Regions from separate parts of the Rattus norvegicus genome. Here region 1 is linked to region 2. The links are chromatin contacts, called in public Hi-C maps. All regions are on one chromosome and are shown on one strand. Each heading gives the region's core, a stretch centred on a gene start, on an enhancer-like site or on the middle of the called end of the contact. The rest is flanking DNA. Distances are from core to core; before and after follow the strand shown. Region 1 holds the start of Zfp867 (zinc finger protein 867). Region 2 holds the start of Wnt9a (Wnt family member 9A).

Region 1 (3,095 bases), core at 419-2,918, 160 kb after region 2:
CACGTAATAAGCTTAGGGGGAGATGTCCCTAAGAATTAACTATTGAGCAGGAGGAATGGCTAAGTTCCTGAGGTCCTGAGTTCAATTCCCAGCACCCACATTATGTCTCAACCCATCTATAATAAGATCTGCTGCCCTCTTCTGGTCTGCAGGCATACATGCAAGTAGAACAATGTATACATAATAAATGTGAATGAATGAATGAATGAATGAATGAATGAATCCTTTAAAAAAAAAAAGAATTAACTATTGAGGTGATGACTATTCCAGGAGATTCCTCCAGCTTCAGGGCCTCCAGCTGCTCCTTCCAGATGTTTCACCCCAGACCTCAGTCTGGTGTCTAAGTGGTGATTAAAGGTCAACCTTATGCTAGAACATATGGCAGCTATAAGAAACTTGTCAGCATCTGGCAGTCCTGAAACCTGGGACCATTACTGACAGGAAATGGAAAAATATTGTCTGTTTCTATTTATTTAGCAAGGAAAATAAACAGTAATGATTGTCACTTTTTAAACCTTACTCTAGTTGGCATTTGAGAATACTGGGAGTGAAACTGCTTTGGAAGGGCTGCAGAGATGGCTGGGTGGTTAAGTGCATTTGCTGTTCTTGCAGAAAACTGGATGGAGTTCAGTTTCTCGTAGCCGCTTTGGAGCAGCTCATAACCACCTATATACCTTTAGCTCCAGGGAATCTGACGCTCTTCTGACTTCCTCAGACACCCACACATGTGTGTGTATCCACATACATCCACAAATGAAGGCGGGATGAAAACCCGGCATGTCGGCCTTCACTCCGCTGACCTCCTTTATTTTGGTTCAACCTAAGCATGTAATGACTCAAGTGGTGTCTGTCTAACCCACTTCATCTTTCAAAGCTGAGGTCATAGGGATAAGTTATGGTCCTTAACCTGCACTCACCCAGGATTCACAGAAGCAGAAGCTATCTCCAGAGAACCACCTAGTCCGCTCCAGGTCTTAAAAGAGCGGAGACAATGATGGGCGGGGCCACACTTTGCATGAGGCTGCTGCTATTAAAGCTTGTTTCTGGTCTGGCCTTCCCCTAAACCTAAAAGCTCCTGTCCAAAGGCCAATTGGGGTAAGAGTGTCACTAGACCCTTCATCTGTCACTCTTGCACTGTGCTCACACTGACGAAATCTCCACTCTCGGGTTTTCCCTACTAAACAACCATCTGTCTAACTCGGTGTCCTGAGACTAGCTGGGGGTCGGCCCTAAAGACTGGAATTTGAGGGATTCACTGTGAACACTTGGAGCAGTAAATTGAGAACCCACTTTCCAAGCCTCAGGAAAGCTTAGCCATGGCGGGCGGGAACCCACAACCAGAAGCCAGCGCTCCAAATCTTAAGGTGGGTCGGCCATGACGCCCCAAGACCTGAGATGGGTCGGACAGGCCGCCGCGGGGACAGATGGGAAGCGAGGGGACCCAGACCACGCAGGACCCGGGACAGCACCGGGATCCGGCCGCAGACTCAAGCTACGGAGGCCTTCCCTGCGGCTGGTCCTGATTGGATGGAGCCAGCGTCGGCCGGAACGCTCACCATTTCCGAATTTCTGCCGTCCCGCGTCGTCTGCACCGCATAGGGACACTAGCTACAGCGGAGCCACCTTACACAACTGTGAGCTGGAGAGACAGAACCTGAAGAAACAGAACCTGAACAAGAACTAAACAGTGAAAAGAACCAAACACCGCGAGAGTAAAGCAACCTGCCCCGCCCCCGCTCCAGCTGCGTCCTGATTGGACAATTCCACTCTGATAGACAGGGGTTTGGACACGCCCCCAATCCCTGAGGGACTTAGGATGTAATCCAACACCCGACTGCGAGACAGAGACAAGATTTCTCTGCATTCTAGCAATGGCCCTGCCATTATACTTGGTGTACAGAAGACATATCCATGGGGTAATAGCGTAGATATATACATACTATTCACAACTGGAAATTTCTAACATGACAATTATTGTAAATTTTTATTGTGAATACATTGAGACGGTCTTGGGTAGCTTGCCTCAAATATAGTTTGGGCCAGCCTTGAACCCTTGATCTGCTTGCCTCCATTTTTTGAGTTCTGGGAGGACACGGGTGCCGTTATGCAGGTTATAAAGCACTAGGGATCCTGCTAATGACTTCCTGCATTCTAGACAAGGACTCTGCTAACCGAGCCACAGCCCTTATTTTAAACATTTAGATGTCAAATTCTTCCTAGCTTGAGAAGTGTGATGGGTATTTTTGGTTGTCACCTTGGCTACATCTGGAATTAACTAAAACCCAGGCGGCTGGGAATGCCTGTGAGGAATTTTTCTTGACGCCATCATTTGGGGTCAGAAGACCTACCCTAATCCTGAACCGCACCTTGATGACAGGTATATAATGGAACATGGAAGAAGGAAGCTTTTGCTTTTTACCTGTTTGCCTTCTCTCTCACTGGCAAGTCTCTCTATCCTGCTACCAAAGCATTCCTTGGCTGATATTAGAACCTACTTCTTTAGGATTCCAATGTACACTGATGACCAACCGAGACATTCAGCCTCATGGGTTGCATAACTATACGATCCCTGGGCTCTCTGTTGGGGGACAGCTAGTATGGAACTAGCTGAACCACAGCCTGTAAAGCACTCTCCTAAATTATATATGCTATCAGCTCTGTTCATCTAGAGAGCCCTGGCTAACACAAGGGGGCAGCCTGGGCTTTAAAAGGGAAGGCCACCCTCTAAGATAGTAATGGCTAACAGAAGTTAATGAAGGATCACACCTATAATTTTAAATTTTCTGGAAACCACATTTAAAAAGTTAAAAGGAGCAGGTACAGTTTGTGAGTGTGGTGGCAGAGGGGCTCGGCAACTGGTCTCCAGCAGTCTTCGACAAACCAAAGAACCCAAAGCCTTGTTGCAAGGAGGGCTGAAGAAATTCTTCTGTCTGAAGTCACCATTCATGACTTGACGATAAGTGTTCCAAGTCAAGAAACATGGTCCAAGTCCTGCAGCTGCCCAGAGGCTGGAGAACAGTTTTCATTTCTTCGGACAGGGTGTCCTGTAAGCCTCACCAGGCATTCTATAACCAGCATGGTCCTCCTGTTCTTAC
Region 2 (3,095 bases), core at 224-2,723:
CAATGGGGAGAGATATGAGTCTCTGACTGCAGTTAAATGGGCCTCTGATTGGGGAAACCAAGGCCCAGAGAGGAACTGATGGGCTCTCCTGACCCCTCACCCAGCCACACACCCACCACATATGGAAGCTTTTCAGTCAGGACAGAGTATATTCACTTGGGTGGTCCACACCCACAGGAGTAACCTGCTTGGCTCTGACCAGTGCGGAGGCTGATGTGATTTTTTTTGCGCTCATTTCCTCCTCTGCTTTCCTTTGGAGCAGTGACAGGTGGCTGAGCAGTTGCTGTGCACAGCTAGACAACCCAGCCTCCCAGAGGAGCTCAAACCTCTCAGACTTGGAGGTCTCCGATCCAGAATCAGCCCTTCTAAGTTCAGAAGGTGCTGGCTGGTAAAGAGGTTTGCCTTCCAGGGCATGGAGTTTGCCCCTGCAAGCCCAGGTCAGGGAGGCACACTAGTGTTAGCCGACCCTGAGTTTCGTTAGCTTGCCTCTGGTGTGTGTGCTGTCACTGTCTTGCACATAAGTGCGTCTCCAGCACCGAAGGTTGACACGTGGTGGGCATGTGTCGGGACCCAATCACTCAGTCCTATTCTCCAGCACTTTGAATCGTCCCTGAATAAGCCGCCCCTCCCCCAATGTCAGGAGACTTGTAAACAGTCTCTTGGGTGTCCTGGGCACTTGTGTTTCTCTGCGTCTTAGTCCAGGTTTGACTTACAGACAATTCAGTCCATGATGATAAGTCACCGCTCTGGGCTTTCACACAGGCCAGTCACCATCCTGGCCAGCGGTCTCCTTCATCTTCCATCCTGTTTGGGGGATGAGGTGTGTCAGTGATATCTGCAGCTAATAGTCAAAAGGCCTCTGAGGACCATATCGTCCCATTGTTAGGTCTAAGTTGGCCACAGCACCGGCTCTGCAGGAATGCATTTTTGGTCTCCCTTCGAGAGGTCGTCTTTCCATTCCTCCAGCCACAGTACCCCAGCTTTAAGCAGTGGCTCCCTCTTGGCAACATTCTCCAGCGAGTGGATTCACGTCCACCCGTCTCTGAAATCTGTGGCTAACGTCACCCCCAAACCACCCAGTCACTACCCCTCAAGCACAGTCGTCAAAGTTTCTAGGCTTTCGAATGTCTTTCCCAGCGGCCAACACCCGGTCCCCAACTGTCAGGAGACACCCCGGAGCTTGCACTTGTGTCCTGGCTGCAGACACCTAGCCCTGGGGTCTAATCTTACTCGTGGTCTCCCGGTCCCGCCCCACCGCTCCTTCTGGCTCCGTTATTCGACCGGGGTTCCCACCGCGCCACGTGCCCAGCCCTCCCCACGGCGCGCCCCAGGCCCGCCCCGCGAGCCGAGCAGCTCCGCCGCAGCGGCGGGCGCGCAGCTCGGGTTTCGGCCCGCCCCCGGCGCCGGCGTGACCCCTCCTCCGGGGCGCGGGCGGGCCGGGCCCAGCTGGCCGGCGCCCCGCCCCGCGGCCGCGGCTGCGGACGCTATAAGAGGGCGGCGGTCGCGGCGCGCCCTGCGCGGAGCCCGGAGCGCGATGGTCAGCCGCCGCGGCGCGGCAAGATGCTGGATGGGTCCCTTCTGGCGCGCTGGCTGGCCGCGGCCTTCGGGCTGACGCTGCTGCTCGCCGCGCTGCGCCCTTCGGCCGCCTACTTCGGGTAGGTGCCCGCGGCGGGCGGCCGCGCGAGGGCGGGCGAGGGCGGCGGGGCCGGACGGGGGCATCGAGCCCGGGACAGCACTCGCCAGGTGCTCGGCGGGGTACACGGGTGGCTTGGAGTTGTTAGTTGGCAGCGAGCGCGCCTCTCGGTCCGCAGGTCGTTGCCCGCCGTGCGCCCTAGAGGTAGAGGGGTCGGTGTCCCCGACGGGCTTGCTGGGGGCCGCGGTCCACCGTGACTCCCGAGTCGCCGCCGCCGCCTTAGGCCGCGGTGTTCCTGCCAAAAGGCTGGAGCCTCCCTGGCCCCTGCCCACTACCCCCCTTCTCTCCTGGAAAAGTTAATTTAACAACAACAAAAAAACACGTACAAAATCCAGATGTTCCTTGCACTGAGCCCCAAAGGGGAGAAAAAAACCCTCCAAGCTGGAGAAATTTATTTTTCTTGTGCTTTCTTCTGGCGCTCGCCCGAGCCTGGCCCCGACCTCAGCCCTCGGGAACACGTCTGGGAGACCTGACCCAGGGGGTAAACGCCGCCACTGTCCCGCGGGGTCGCCGCCCGCACTCGACTGTCTATGCGTTAGCAGTTTTGCCGCGTCGTTGGGCGCGTCTCTTCGCCTTTAGTTCCTTTCGTCCCTCCCTCTCTACTAGCTTTCCCAGGTCTGGGATGCCTGAACCCAGCGATCTTTAGAGGGACACCCATTGCACTTTGAGTTCGCCAAGGTCCCGGGTGGCATCATGCATGGCAGCGCCCCAGCTTTGTCTGCCCTCCCTGCTTATCACCCTCTCATTCCCCCTCTGGGAGCCCTGGTTAGCCCCTCGGGTCGCAACCCTGGTCCTGGGTGCCCTGGACTGCGCCTTGGGCCGCCGCCCTTCGCCGGTCACCTGTTCCCTCGCCCCTGGCTGCAGTGCCGGCTCGCGGCGGTGTGGCCGGCAGAGGGCCCCGTTGGTCTAGGAATCTGGCACCGGCCAGGGCAGGGAGAGGCGGCTGGGCCGAGGAGCCCTGCAGGTGTATCCTGTTCTCAAAGAAAATAAAATATTTTCATGGGAAAATTTCCCTTTGTGTTTTTCTTTCTCCTCCTTTCTCCTCTGTCTGTCCATTTCTTCTGGGTTGTCTTCAGGGTCAGTTCATGTCTCGGTTCCCAGGGTCTCCTCCACCCTGGCTCCCCTGGTCCAACCCCTGGGCCTTGGCCTGGCAAGCCCCTGCACGCCATCTGTGCAGCCCTAAGCCTCACCCGCGGGCAAGAGGGAGGGCTGAGGATGGCCGTCTAGCCACAGGTCCGCGGTGAGTCACAGCAGCCCATCAGCCAGCTGTGCCTTCCTCTCTTCTGGCCCAGCCAGGCTTCTGACACACCCTGGTATTGCATGAGCAGCCACTTTGCTCCTTCTGGGATTTCTGCTGCTGGGCTTGTGGCCCTAGGATTCAGAACCTACAGGTGATGGGGTT

Evidence for each region. A called contact is a pair of places that touch in the nucleus more often than the background predicts.
Region 1: a contact with region 2 is called in a Hi-C map of hepatocytes, with 2.6 times the contacts expected there. The contact joins the promoter of Zfp867 here to the promoter of Wnt9a in region 2. A contact is called at or near these places in 11 of 12 Hi-C or Micro-C datasets (the A7r5 cell line, the Rat2 cell line, Schwann cells and 7 more) and 1 of 1 datasets of contacts at active chromatin or transcription factors (oligodendrocytes).

Annotation. Positions count from the first base shown.
Region 1 is chr10:44,753,096-44,756,190 of GRCr8, forward strand. Zfp867 (zinc finger protein 867) reads right to left here and starts at 1,669. Exons shown (of 4, transcript NM_001109677.2): 1 at 1,557-1,669. The coding sequence starts at 1,559.
Region 2 is chr10:44,592,218-44,595,312 of GRCr8, forward strand. Wnt9a (Wnt family member 9A) reads left to right here and starts at 1,474. Exons shown (of 4, transcript NM_001105783.2): 1 at 1,474-1,655. The coding sequence starts at 1,561.